Regions from separate parts of the Anser cygnoides genome. Here region 1 is linked to region 2. The links are chromatin contacts, called in public Hi-C maps. All regions are on one chromosome and are shown on one strand. The core of a region is the stretch at or near the end of the contact, and the rest is flanking DNA. Distances in the headings are between cores, read along the strand shown.

Evidence for each region. A called contact is a pair of places that touch in the nucleus more often than the background predicts.
Region 1: a Hi-C map of liver shows a contact between it and region 2, with 2.2 times the contacts expected there. The contact joins the enhancer-like site here to the promoter of FHIP1A in region 2. A contact is called at or near these places in 3 of 7 Hi-C or Micro-C datasets (granulosa cells and liver).

What each region holds. Positions count from the first base shown.
Region 1 is chr4:46,926,439-46,932,533 of Taihu_goose_T2T_genome, forward strand. FHIP1A (FHF complex subunit HOOK interacting protein 1A) reads left to right here. Exons shown (of 14, transcript XM_066996734.1): 8 at 3,430-3,597. Among named protein-coding and RNA genes, the nearest start is that of FHIP1A, 70 kb to the left of the region's middle. Within about 2 kb of position 2,428, at least 2 of the 3 cell types and tissues checked have open chromatin away from gene starts, as enhancers often do. A contact at or near this core is called in liver, where this site is marked.
Region 2 is chr4:46,856,011-46,862,768 of Taihu_goose_T2T_genome, forward strand. FHIP1A (FHF complex subunit HOOK interacting protein 1A) reads left to right here and starts at 3,169. Exons shown (of 14, transcript XM_066996734.1): 1 at 3,169-3,378. LOC106032250 (a long non-coding RNA gene) reads right to left here and starts at 3,126. Exons shown (of 4, transcript XR_010831515.1): 1 at 2,993-3,126; 2 at 2,696-2,793.

The DNA.
Region 1 (6,095 bases), core at 1,178-3,677, 70 kb after region 2:
ACACTGAATGTGTTATGTACAATGTGGAACAGTTTTACCGAGTTAAAAGGGCCTTTGCCAAGGCTGATTTTTGCCTAGTGTGACTGGTTTCTCCAAACTCCTTCCTTAGTTAATTGCAAAAGAAAGTGAGTTCTCTAGAGGCTCATTCAGGACAGGTTAATGTATCCCAGTGAGTAAAAGGAAATTAGCCTCGAGGAGCTAAAATTAGCCTTTTTGAATACTTCTCTTGGTGTCTCAAATCTTCAGAAATTACGCTTTCTGTCAGGAAGAGTAAAAACAAGAAGCACACACAGAATGCAAGATGGGGAAAATATGATATGACTGTAAAAGCACACATCTGCTTGCCAGCTCAATTGATCCTAAGCTGTATGCATGGCTTTTGTTTCAAATGCCAAAGAGCAATATATTTTGAGTTGCTATTGTAAGGAAGCAGAAGGGCCATCTCTGTGCTGGTTTTATGGACAAGTTGCGCACAAAGGTATGCTGAGAGAAATCCCAGAACATAGTAGCAGTAATGTCACTTGTGTACCCTTAGCTTGCCTGCCTTGAGTGTTTTATGGTGAGCTGCAAAATAGACCCTAGCCTCACTTATTGCAGAAGCTTGAAGGAGTGTTGTGGTGAAGGTGGTGCATTTTCACTGGAAAATGCAAAAAGATTCCTATGAATCCATTTTAAACCTTTACAAAGCGTAGTCTCCTTCCCTCTTTCTCAGAAAACGGCTAAGCAGATTCAACAACATCCTTCCCAAGAAGAGTTAAGAATTAAACATGATGTGGCACACTGCACGAAAAACCTCAATTCAAACAATAGAGGCTTAACAAAGTTATAAGTAACTCTTCTGTGACCTATTTGGGCTGCTTTAAGTGCTATTTGGTGCTTCTAGCTCTGTTTAGTGGTGTCAGTGAGGTGTTGGCTACAGTAAAGAGGATTTCTTTTTTGTTTAGTCCCCAAGCTGCAAGGAACGCTGAACATGCTCTCAGAATTGAACATTTCTTTCCTAAAGTAGTCTCTTGCTGGCTTTCTTCTGCCCTTTGTTTCATTCATGATGCGCACTCTGAAAAGCGTATGGCTTTCTCTTGCTGATACAAATGTAGCACGAGCTGCCCAAAGAGCATTGATTTCAGAAAAAGGTCACTGCCCTTGTGAATCTGCAGCCTTTGCTTGCTTTCATTTACCGTTTCAGTATTTTATATATCTACATAGGCCCATTCCTCTGCTGTCAGCGAACATCTGTGAAACCCACAGGCCAAGTGCGTGCTTCATTTTCCTCATAAAGGATGAAGGAGGAGTGACAGAGACATAACAATATATTACTTCTGTCTGGCCTTTTCTTGGCAGAGGTTTTAAACTCTTTGATGAACTGTATGCTATCATTATGATGTCACATGATGGATTTCTTGGGGTTTGCTTTTTACTGTTTGCTGCTGTAAAACACAAAACAGAAAATGCCAGTTCTCAGGGCAACAGTCAATGGCTGTAATCAGAAAGCCTTTATTTAGTTAGTTATTTATTTTACCCCATGAGTTCCCACACCTTTTGGCTATTGCAAAAAAATGAATCTCAGCTCCAACCAGAAACAATTTCCTTTGTTGCACAGCCCCTCGCTCATTTCCCGAGCAAGTTTTGTGGTGGTTGGGATGTGGCGGTATTGCTGTGGAAATGTGTGCCTACGTGCATATGCACATAAAAAGGCATTTTATCATAATATTTACAGTAATGCAGAATTTGAACCAGAGCTGTAGCCACGGTGTTAATCCTGGTGATTTGTAACTTTGGGGTGCTTGATCTCACAACTTTTTTTTTTTTCACTTGAAATTTGTAGGAGAAGGAGGAGGAATGAATTCATAAACTGGATTCTGAGTTGGAGGATTATATGTTAATAGATGTTCTTTCAGGGAAGATCTGTTTTCACATTTCTGTATTGGGCAGCACTGAACATACAACTACAGATCTAGCAAACATGTCTGGCTGTTGTTTACTTAGCTTTACAAAGTCCACAGAGCCAGTGAAAATGTGCCGTATTCCTTTCCTTTCACTATTATGTTTTAGTGCTTGATTTTGACCAAAATAAACTGAGAAATGAACTCGCTTATTTCTGGTGAAAAATGTGCCTGTTGCAGCTTCCCTGGTGTTTTGTTTCTAATACCAAAATGAGCTAGTAGTCTGCTCCTTGATGTTAAGGATGTTGGAGCAGAGTATCAGAATAAAGCCTGAGAAAGAGAGGCAATCAATGACCTCAACTTCAGAGCTACTCTGCATTCTCCTCGTCAGTGCCCCCTCTCCATAAGGTCTGCAGGCTGTATACAGCATTCCTATGTTCTGTGTAACTGGCCAGAAGCAGCTTGTGATCTTAAATGCTTTAAAGGGAGCGTTTGCTGGATGACATTACTGTGCATGTAGCTAACGCGCGGCATAATGGAACAGGGATTTTAATATTTAAGGCATGTTACGTAAGTGCTGCCCTTCTGAGTCGCTTCTAAATCCTCTTAGTTCTTAAGTGACAGCTTTGATTCTTTTTTTAATAAAATCAGTCTTTTCATTTATTCAGCTAAGTTTGGTAAACAAAAGATGTTTAATACTTCCTTTCATACAGAAAGATTTTTGTGTATGAGGGCTTATCTTTGTACACTTAAGCTTATTAGGTTCCTGGGTAACTATTTTTAAAAAGCTGACTTTGCAACAGCAGTGTGTGGTGCAGAGGTGGCCTTTGGAATTTGCTGTGCCTTGCCAGTGCATACTGTCAATAGATAAGCTCCAAAAGGCTTGCATTAAGCAGAGTAGTATGGGCTATCCAAATGGTATGCAAGCGTCGCGTGGATATGGGACAATTGTGTTTTGACATACAAATAGGCAGTAGCAAACACTTTGGTCTTTGGTTTGCGTGTGTGTGGGTGTATACACACACCTTTTAAAAATTGAGTGAGATGGAAAATAGTGGCAAAATTGTGGATAGACATGTTTTGGTTCTTTATTTTTTAAAGCTCTGGACTTACGAGTTTGTACTGTGCTTTGATTCTGCTCTGTTGTCATTTATTTTTAATAACACGGTAGATCCAGGTATTCACTACATCTGAGAATGCTTCTGAGGAATGGCAGAAGTGTGATTCAAAACCCCTGACACAGCAGAAATGTGGTGGGGAACTTCTAGCAGGATTTGGCTCGTAGTATTTCAGTATGTATGAGATCTGGGGTGTTGGCAGTTTTGGGGAGTTTTTATTTCTGGGGAAGCAAAACATAAGAAATGGGTTCAGAATGCTTACGAGTAAGTCAGAAGCACATTACTTCGCAGGTTTAAAAGCAAGGGTCTCAGTATTTTGTTGGCAGCGTATGGAGAGCTTAGGGTGGGTGCTGAGTATCGTATACTTGCAGGGTAAGGATGGATGTTTTGCGTGCACAGTATGTTTGCATTTGCCTTTTATTTCCCTGTAGGTGACTGTGGAAGAAGTGATGGCTACTACTGCATACCTGGATCTCTTCTTGCGTAGTGTTTCAGAGCCAGCCCTCCTCAAGATTTTCCTCCGTTTTATTTTGCTGCATCGACATGAGAATGTGCACATCCTAGATACACTTACTAGCCGAATCAACACGCCGTTCCGGGTAAGACAAGCAGGAGGCAAGGTCAGGTGCTCAGTGTGGATGCAGGTTAACTAATTAAATGGGAGAGCCTGTGTTTGCAGTGAGCATTTGTCTAACTTGGAATTTTCTCCCCCACCCAAATGTGTGTTTTTAATGTTTTGTTGTTGTTGGTTGGTTGGTTGTGTTTTTTTTTTTTTTATGCTGGCAGCTAGCTATGGCTGCACTGCTGCACTGAGAAGTTGATAAATGTGCGAGGTGGTCTGACCCATACACAAAATGGGATAGAGGGAGATGAGGGCTTTTGGAAGTTTGAATTGTGTTAGAACTCTAAAGGGAAATTTGGAAGTATTTTCATTCTGGATATGGCTGAATTAGTGCTGCCATACATAACTCATCCCTAGGACTTATAAACATAATCAAGGTGAGGTGCATTTTTGATGTTTGGAGTTCTGCCTAGCAGCAACTATTTGCAAATGATCTTTGTAGGAGACAGTGGGAGCCCTGTAAGGATGTCTCCAAATTGCTCAAGTTGTGATTGCAGTATTGCCAATATATTTCTCAGGACACAAGTGTGTATTGTTGTAGCGTGTTTGCTTAACAGAGATATTGCCAGCTTTCTTGTTTGATTAAAAAAAGGCACTTTCTTGCTCAAGTGATCAGATTGCCACTTCCTTTTCTTTCTTCACTCCTCCGTGTAGTAAGGTTTATCTCAAATTTGCAGTGAGCCCCTTCCCAGTATAGGCACAATGCGCCACAGTGACTGGAGAGCTAGCTTACAGAGATAGTCAAGTTACCTTTGCTAACAGTTTCATCTTCTGGCAGAAAATGAATACTTGTTGCACTGGACTACCCTTCTGAGCCTTGCTTGGCTGGCAGCCTTGGCTGAATCTTCTGTGGTGCACAACTTCATGGATGAAATACTGTATAAAGTTTTAGGGCAGGAGAAAGCAGAACACGAGCACATGCATTTAATCTGTGTATTAGGAACAGTATCTTTGTCTGGAATTTGTTTGGAAATGTGAGTGAACACAAATATGGATATATGCTGTTGTTACTGCATTTTTAAGATGGATTAACTCTGAGAACTGAAACAGCTTCTGTCGACAAAAATGCAAATGCTGTTGTCTCTGCTAATCATTAATTACTGTTCCATAGGTGAACGAGATTGGAATTCTAAAGACTTCTCTAGCCCTGAGTAACTCAGGATCCCAGCCAAAATGGTTCTGTGATACTAAATGAGTTTTCTGCAGTATAGCTTGGCCAAGTACAAAAGCCAGAGCTGCAGCCTTCTGTGTGGTTTCCATAGCACAAAAGCTGCATATGTTATTATTGCTGAAAATACTTATTAATAAATCACAGGATTAAACTTACGTACAGACAGGTGGCCAAATAGGCTTGTAAATACTATCCTCTTTATCTTCTGGTAGTACATTCAATCTTTTCTTTTTATGAAACGCAAAAATAGACTAGCTTTTCTTCTTCAGAAGGTTTTTGATTTCTCATTTGTCCTTGCAACCATATTGCAAATGTTTCCCTATAAACTGCAATTCCATAAATACAGGAAAATTTAAGGAATTGGCAGGTTTTGCACTCTGAGTGTACGAAGAACAGTTGGCTTGGCTTTCAGTTATTCTCTCAGAGGAAATGAGAATTGCCATTTTATCCCCACAACCCCTCACTGAAACACTCCTTTCACGTCAGGATCTGACTTCTTCCACAAGCTTGATTTGCAGCTCTTCGTCTCTGCCCCCGCATTCCTTTTAAGAACTGCAGTTCTGGTTGTTTCTTCCTTTCTTGCCCTTTTACTTTTTCTGTTTCTGTAGGCACGAGGTCTTGGACTAACAAGCACCCTCCTGACGGCTCCTGGTACAAGTGGTAGAAGGGCAATGAATTTGAGCTCTGCTTTGCCTCACAGCAGGCCAGCTCATGACTGTTCCCGGGTTATTTTCGCTCTGTGCCTGGCTAGCTGTCAGCCATGCTTTATTACCTTCATGCTTGTCCACATCCCAGCTTGTTTTTTGAGTGCAGGGCTTACTCACGTTCTCTTGTTCTTCTCTGGGTGTTAGTTGAATGACCAAACTAGCGAAGGTAATCAAAGAAATGTTTGCTTTTTAGAGGCTATCAAGTGAAGTTCATTAAAGCTTTACTAGTTAATAGTTCCACAGAGATAGCTACCAAGTAAGGGAAAATGTATGTCTGTGTATGTATATTTTACAAGAAATCTGTGCATTTCTCTGGTCTTTGTCACGATGGACAGTTGATCATTCTGTAGGACTGCTGAGTCACTGGTCTGAAAAAGAGAAGGGAAATGGTGAAACAAAGAGTCTTTTAAGTTGACGTTCTCAAGAAAGCATGGGCTGGAGAGAGGAACATAGCAATGTGCTGTTGCAGAGCTAGCTCAGAGCATTTTATCAGTGGGAGTAGGGAGCGTGCAGAGAAGAGGAGGAAATTCCACAGTTGGGAAGAGAAGCCTTGCCCAGGAAGGATGCTGGATTTAATCCTGAATGAATTACAAAGGA
Region 2 (6,758 bases), core at 1,919-4,418:
GAACATTAAGGGATAAACATGGTTTATATCTTTCAGATAAAGTACGATTTAGGTAGAAGTCACTGATGATTTTTCATAAGCATTTAAAGTAGTGTTTTTCTTTCGTTGTATGAAGGTTTTAGGGTATGTACAGAGAAAGATCTTAAAGAACCTTCCTTAAGATCTAAAGCAGATTTCCTTTTTTTTCTTATTGCTCACAGAAGGTATGGAAGAAAGGCTGTGACATGGCATTTTACATGACTTGGAACACATGCCCATATTTCTCTCTGTTCCTAAACAGATCATTTTTATTCTCTAATACTTTTCCTGGAAAACAGAACTCTTACTAAGAAGCAAATGTAGTATAGGTTTGTTTTACTGATGTGATATCTACATCACATCAAAGAAAACCTGCATCTTAATGAAACTATTTCTATCTCATGGATTCTCTACTGGTAGCACACCTGAAACTTGTAGTTGGAGAGTATAGTTAAATTCTTTGCACAAAGCACACTTAAAGACATGTAACATGAAAAAAATGGTAAAGAAATTTACAGTAAGACAGCTCTTCTAAAAGCTGTCTGTTTTACATTTGTCAATCTACTTTGTCAATTTTATTTGCAAAATGAAAACTGTCCCTGGGTCGCAGAAAGGAGAAACTTCATGGAATTTCTTTAGAAAACCTGATCTTTCCATGGAGTAAAACTGGTGACCAAAAGTATAACCACGCATGTTGTTATATCTCTAACTGCTGTAAATAGCTGTAATTATTGCTTAAACTTTATTACAGACACTGCACACTTGTCCTGATGACACAACATTCAAGACAGGTATATGCTGTTCACTAAGAACTTCTGTTACATTTACTTCTTGCAAATATCCTGTCAGTCAATTATTATGCCTCTTACTGTTTTATGTTGAAGTATTTCTTAGTAGCTAAGAATGCCTTCAGAACAAAAAGGGCCACTAGGAGGATTAGCAGGAGTTTGTGATAAGCCATCTTTACATTTCCATCTCTTCCATCTAACTGTGTGATAGAAGAGTCTATCTGATGATTAAGAGATAGGGATATAAAGGGACAGCTATCTTGGCTTCCACCTAACTACCACATGAAAAATAATTATGGAGTGTTTTTGAAATGCTTACAGCAGCAATAGAAAGAAATGAAATGGATTTTATCAGCATCTGTAACAGATCCTGTTGCAGAGGCTTACTCCTTAATGATCCACTTATGATGAAGGCATCTGTGCGCTGGCTGGCAACTCCCACGCTGCTGAGACTGAACAATTTAAACAGAAGTATCCTCTCAATTTTTGCTGGAGTCCTCTAGACACTTTTACCAAATTCCCAAGCTGGCTTCTGCTCTGCTGTCGTAGGCAGATGCTGAATGCCACCTACCTGCGAATCCAAGTGCTATGGCAGCACACAGAAGCTGTTTCCTGAACAAATGGTAAGAAATACTGTATCTAACGTAGGAATACATGTCTCCAACAGAGAAATGAACTGCCAGAGATTTGGGCAACATTCACTGTGGATTCAGACTATGAGGAGGAGGATGTTTTGGTACCTCTGCTGAGCACTTCTACCATAGCATTTACAATTAAAGAATCATGTTGAACTAACAACTCATCTTGCAGTTCTGAAAATAATAAACAACAGGAGAAGAGGGAAGAACTGTAATCTCTGGAATAGCTGCTTCCCCCACACCTCACTCCAAAAGCTTAGACCTACTTTCAACATGTCAAGATATTTTAATTCTTCCAGTTATTCTAAGTGGAGGAACCTGACTCAAGTTAGTTTAATTTCTGACTGGATTTTTGGATGATGGCTTTGTCCTGGGTTGGGAAATCTTAACTCTACCATACCTAGGTGTGAGTTAGTTTGTGAGGACCTAGGTAGTTAGCAACCTTAGTGAATTATTCTTTAATTACATAGTGCATTTGGAGAGAACACTTCCTGAGCTCACAGAGAATACCATTACACTTGGTAAATTATATTATATCTTTATGTAAATGAGCTGTTACTTTAATAGGCCAATGTCTATTCCTATTTGGAGTCATTAGCAAAATCACAATCAGTACCCTGACAGTCTAATTAATTTATTTGAAGCCTTTAAAAAAAAAAAAAAAAGGAAGAAAGGAAGACACAGCAAACCATGCTTAAGTATTCACCAACAGGAGTCTACTGCAGTTAAAGTCAAGTATAGAGAAATACAACCTATAGCTAACATAGAAAATTACCATTAATTTCTATCTAATTCTTAAGTGTCTTGGGCTAGACTTAACAAGGCTGTTAGTACTTCTGGTTTGCTGCTGTTCCATGTAGGAGAAGTCAATGGCATGAAGCTGGTCATCTTCTATGAGCTAGGGGGTCAGCCTCTTCTCACAGATAACTAGCGACAGGACTAGAGGGAACGGCCTCAAGTTGCGCCAGGGGAGGTTTAGGTTAGAAATTAGGAGACATTTCTTCTTAGAATGAGTAGTCAGGTGTTGGCACGGGTTGCCCAGGGAGGTGGCGGAGTCATTGTCCCTGGGGGTGTTCAAGGAAAGGTTGGATGTGGTGCTTAAGGACATGGTTTAGTGGGTGACATTGGTGGTAGGGGGATGGTTGGACCAGATGATATTGGACATCATTTTCAGCTTCAATGACTTTTGGATTCTGTTTGCCCTGCAGCCCCACACGGGGGAACAGGCCCTGCAGGCCTGCGGCGACTCACCGAGGAAAGAGGCCTTGAAAGGCTGCTGCTGGGAGAAACGCACCCCGAGGAGCACCAGCACTTCTGCGAGGACAGGTAGTCGTACGCTGCTGCACCACCTAAAGAAAAAGAAAAAAAAAGAGGTGTGTGTATAACAGTGCCATCTAGTGACGCACATAACCGGGGCCACTTTCCCTCCACGGGCCCAGCCGTCGTTTATAAAGCCCCAGACCCATATGCCACGCGTTGTTATTATCATTTTACTGCCGTTCCGAGCCTGAAGGCCCCTTCCCCAGTACCCAGAGCCGCCCCCCAAACCTTCGGGCCGCCTTCAGGCGCCTTCCCCCGTGCGGAGGCAGGAGCGGGCGGCCGGCAGGGGGCAGCGCGGCCGGGCCTGGCCGAGCCGGGCAGGTGGCGGCTCCTCCCCGCCGCTCTGACTCAGCGGCCCGGCCCCGCTCCCCCGAACCGGGCGGCCGCTGCCAAGCCGGGGCCGCCTGCCCTGCCCTGCCCTTCGCTGCAGCCGCCCCGCCGCGGGGCGAGATGGCCGCCCTGAGGGCACGCAGCCTGCGGGGCGCTCGCTGAGGGATCCCTCCTTCCCTCCGAGGCGTTAGCGCCGGCCACGGCCGCTTTACCTGGGCGAGCGGAGCTCGGGGCGGCCCCCACGGGAAACTTTCCGCCGTGGCGAGGGGGACCCGCCGCGCCAGGTAGGGGCTGAGGGGGTGCCGGGGGGAGCTGGGGAGGTGGCTGCTGCCCGCCTCCTGGCCGCGCAGGGCAGCAATGTAGGTCACGGGAAATAAGGCCGGCCTAATCCCCCTGATCTGTTTTGGTGGAGCGAGAGGAGGGTCGGCTCGGCCGCCGGGCTGCAGGGCGACCTGGCTGCGAAGTTTCCTGACAGAAAGCCGGCCGGGACGGGGCGAGCAGCGAGGTGAGAGCGTGGGGAGGGCTCCTGGCTGCCCGGGGAGACTTTTTCCTCACAGGTGTGACACCGGCGTGTTTTTCACTTGGTTTGTTGGCTTTGTGACACTATCCATGAGTTCCCGGTTTGGGTTCAAACTTCTGTGTTAGCGCTCCGGTAATACTAACCTTTTTTTTTCCTCAGGAAATTCCTTGCGTCACTTACGAAAACTTATGAAGGCTCCTTTGGTGTTTTCCTGGGGCACCAAAGCAAAGCGGAGGTCTGAGTTAGTCTTGATAAAGTGACTGCTGTCTTCCTTCAAGGCAGTGAGGAGCTGTTAGCAGTGTCCTGTGAGCCTGCTCTGCCACCTGAGCCTGTCAATAGGAACCTGACGTGATTCTGAGAGGCTCTGTGGGGACACATCCGCAGGCACAGGTGGAGGTGCGGTGTCTGTTAGGGGACTGCGAGTGGGACCGACCTATGCTGCTATGGCTTTGCCAGATCAGGACGCGTGATTTCTTAAAACTGAGAAATGCTGAGGCAGGCTTGGCGGTATTTGGAGGTAATATTTCACTTGGATTTCCTCCTTCTCCTGCCCAGGGTCTGTGATTGGTCTTCTGATTAGCATTAATACGGCCCAGACACGGATAAGAAGACAAATACCTCCAAATCAGAGTTATTTTTATACGTTGTCATACTTTTTGAGATGAAAAATACTGCAGAATCTGCCGCTGTTTTCTCTGTCCAGATGTTTTCTGATGATCAGTGTGAAACTGTGATGCTCCAGATTCCATAGTGGTATTTTTCATCCATATAACATGGCTTTCACCCCTCCTTGGAGCCCTAAGAAGGATTTGGGGCCTTATTTCCGTGGTGGTGAAGCATGATGTTTTTATCTTGTTTCATTTTCAGATTAAAGAGGGAGTGGTAAACTCTCTGTTCAAAGAGGTTTGTCATATCAACGTAGTAATAGTGTTAAGTCACGCAGTTCAGACCAATGCTTTTGGCCTGTGCTGTTTTTGTATCATAATTTCTAGAAGGAAATCTTTTAGAATTAAGGGCAATTGGAAGGGGATAGAACACCTGAAGGAGTCAAGTCAGATTAGGATTTTCACATTATTTGTGCCACCTTACTTCAGCTGGGCTGTGTATAAAGAGTCCACCTGCTCTGAAACTAATCTAGGAATTAGGACCTGATGCTGTGACTTATGTCTTCCTCGCTGGCTGTACGTTAATAAATGTAGAAGGTCAAAGGAGGAAGAAAAGACAGAAAACCTTATAATCTGCTTTGTAAAGTACAAATAGTTGCAAAGGGCAAGACTGTACTGGTGATGTATCGATGTGAGGATGGCAGTTGCAGTTGTGAAGCTGTTGAACACCCAGATGCCTTTTTCTGTGATTCATCTCAATCAAGACAAATGTTTTCAATTGACTTCTGCAAACAGCTATTTTAATCTATTTGTTGAACCATGAAGACTGACAATATGTACTTTGAAAAATAAGCGAATTGTATTAAAATGATGACAGCTGAGTTGCCAAAGCCTATAAAACAAACATAACACCACTGACTTTTTTTTTTGACTTTTTTTTTTTTTTTTTAGACTTTACAGTCTAAATGATATGGTGGGGATGGTAAAAATTGGGTTATGCTCTGTGAAGGTGTCTTTTTTTTTTTTTTTTTTCCTCTCCTAGATGGGATATGGAACTTCATATAATCCAAAACTTAAAGAAATGAAATAGGAGAAACTGCTGCTGGCATGATTTTATTCAATCATGATATCAAACTGAATTTTAGAAGTCTGTCTATGCTTTTTCTTTTTAAAAGATTATACTAATGCATTGAACCCTACTAAGCTTAAGTCTTCAGACTTACAGACTCAGTACCATCTGAATCATCAGTTTCTCTGTTAAACCCTTCATTGAAGGGTTATCAAGATTACTTTGATGTACATCAAGTTTTAAGGCTGCTTTTTTCAAGAATTTATTTACAGGCTGCTGTTCCACCCTTGCATATCTTTATTTATTAGTATACAAATGGTACTTTTTGATGTTTGCAGAATGTTCCATTGCAAGGGCTTTTCAAATTTTGATGAGGTTTATGGAAATCCAGTATAGTTCTTAATGTTTGAGTTGTGTACTTAAGTCTTTGAAAATGCAGGTCTATACATCCTGGTCTTACTGTGACTTGTAGTTTCTCTCAAACATTTGAGAGAGAAGCGCTCTGCTCTCTCTGTGCTTTACAGCATGTCTAGAGCAGTTGGCATGTTTGTGTTTGCTGTGTGTCCCAGAGAATAGGGCTTTTCAGACCACATGTTCCACTCATCCTTTTTCTAATAGTTTTAAAACTATATTTTGGTTTACAGACACTTAAACTCTAAGACATGCTCAATTTTTTTTCAACCACAAGTATTCTTCCTATTTAAACATGCTGACATGGCATTGCTGGCTTAGTTGTGATGTCTTCTCAGCTTAACCAGATAGTCTTTTAGTGTAAGACGGTCTGACCTACCACCCAGAAAACAAATGTATTCTGTACCCTTATTTAGCACCCCGGAAAGAGAGCTTCCAGGAAGATACAGCAAAACACTGCTTTTGTGTCTTGCAGTCTGCTCCACGTAGCTCCTCTGATATAGGGTGTATTTCAGGTGGTGGTGGCACATGATGGTTGATTCCTGTGCATATCTTATATATGTATTTTTAATGCTCTGATAGTGTGGGCATGAGAGAGGCTACGAAGGTTTGCTCTGGTGAAAAGCTGGGGCAATAATGACCTGGAAATTCTGAATTTCTTTGTCCTTTTTGCAGTACAGCATAGTGGCAAAATAAAGGCTTGTAGGTGGCTACTGATATTCTGTCAGAATTATACCTTTAAAAACCTCATGCAAACATCCTCCAGTACCTTGTCCTGATTGGATTCATCCATTTGAAAGTTAGAGATAGGACTTCAGTCTGTCTCGTAGAGCAGGTCAGCTAGACTTGGTCTGCAGACTGACTAGGCTAATTTGAAAGAATGGTTTTGAATGCACTTCAGAATGCATACAGCAATAAATGGCGCTGTACATTACGCAGGAGTAATTATTCCATACATCAATATATTTTTGTGGTGTTGACTGGCGTTTGGAGGTGCTGGAATGGTAATAAAGTATTCCTAGCTAAAGTTAGCGTTATCAGGACTAAGGAGCTTTCGGG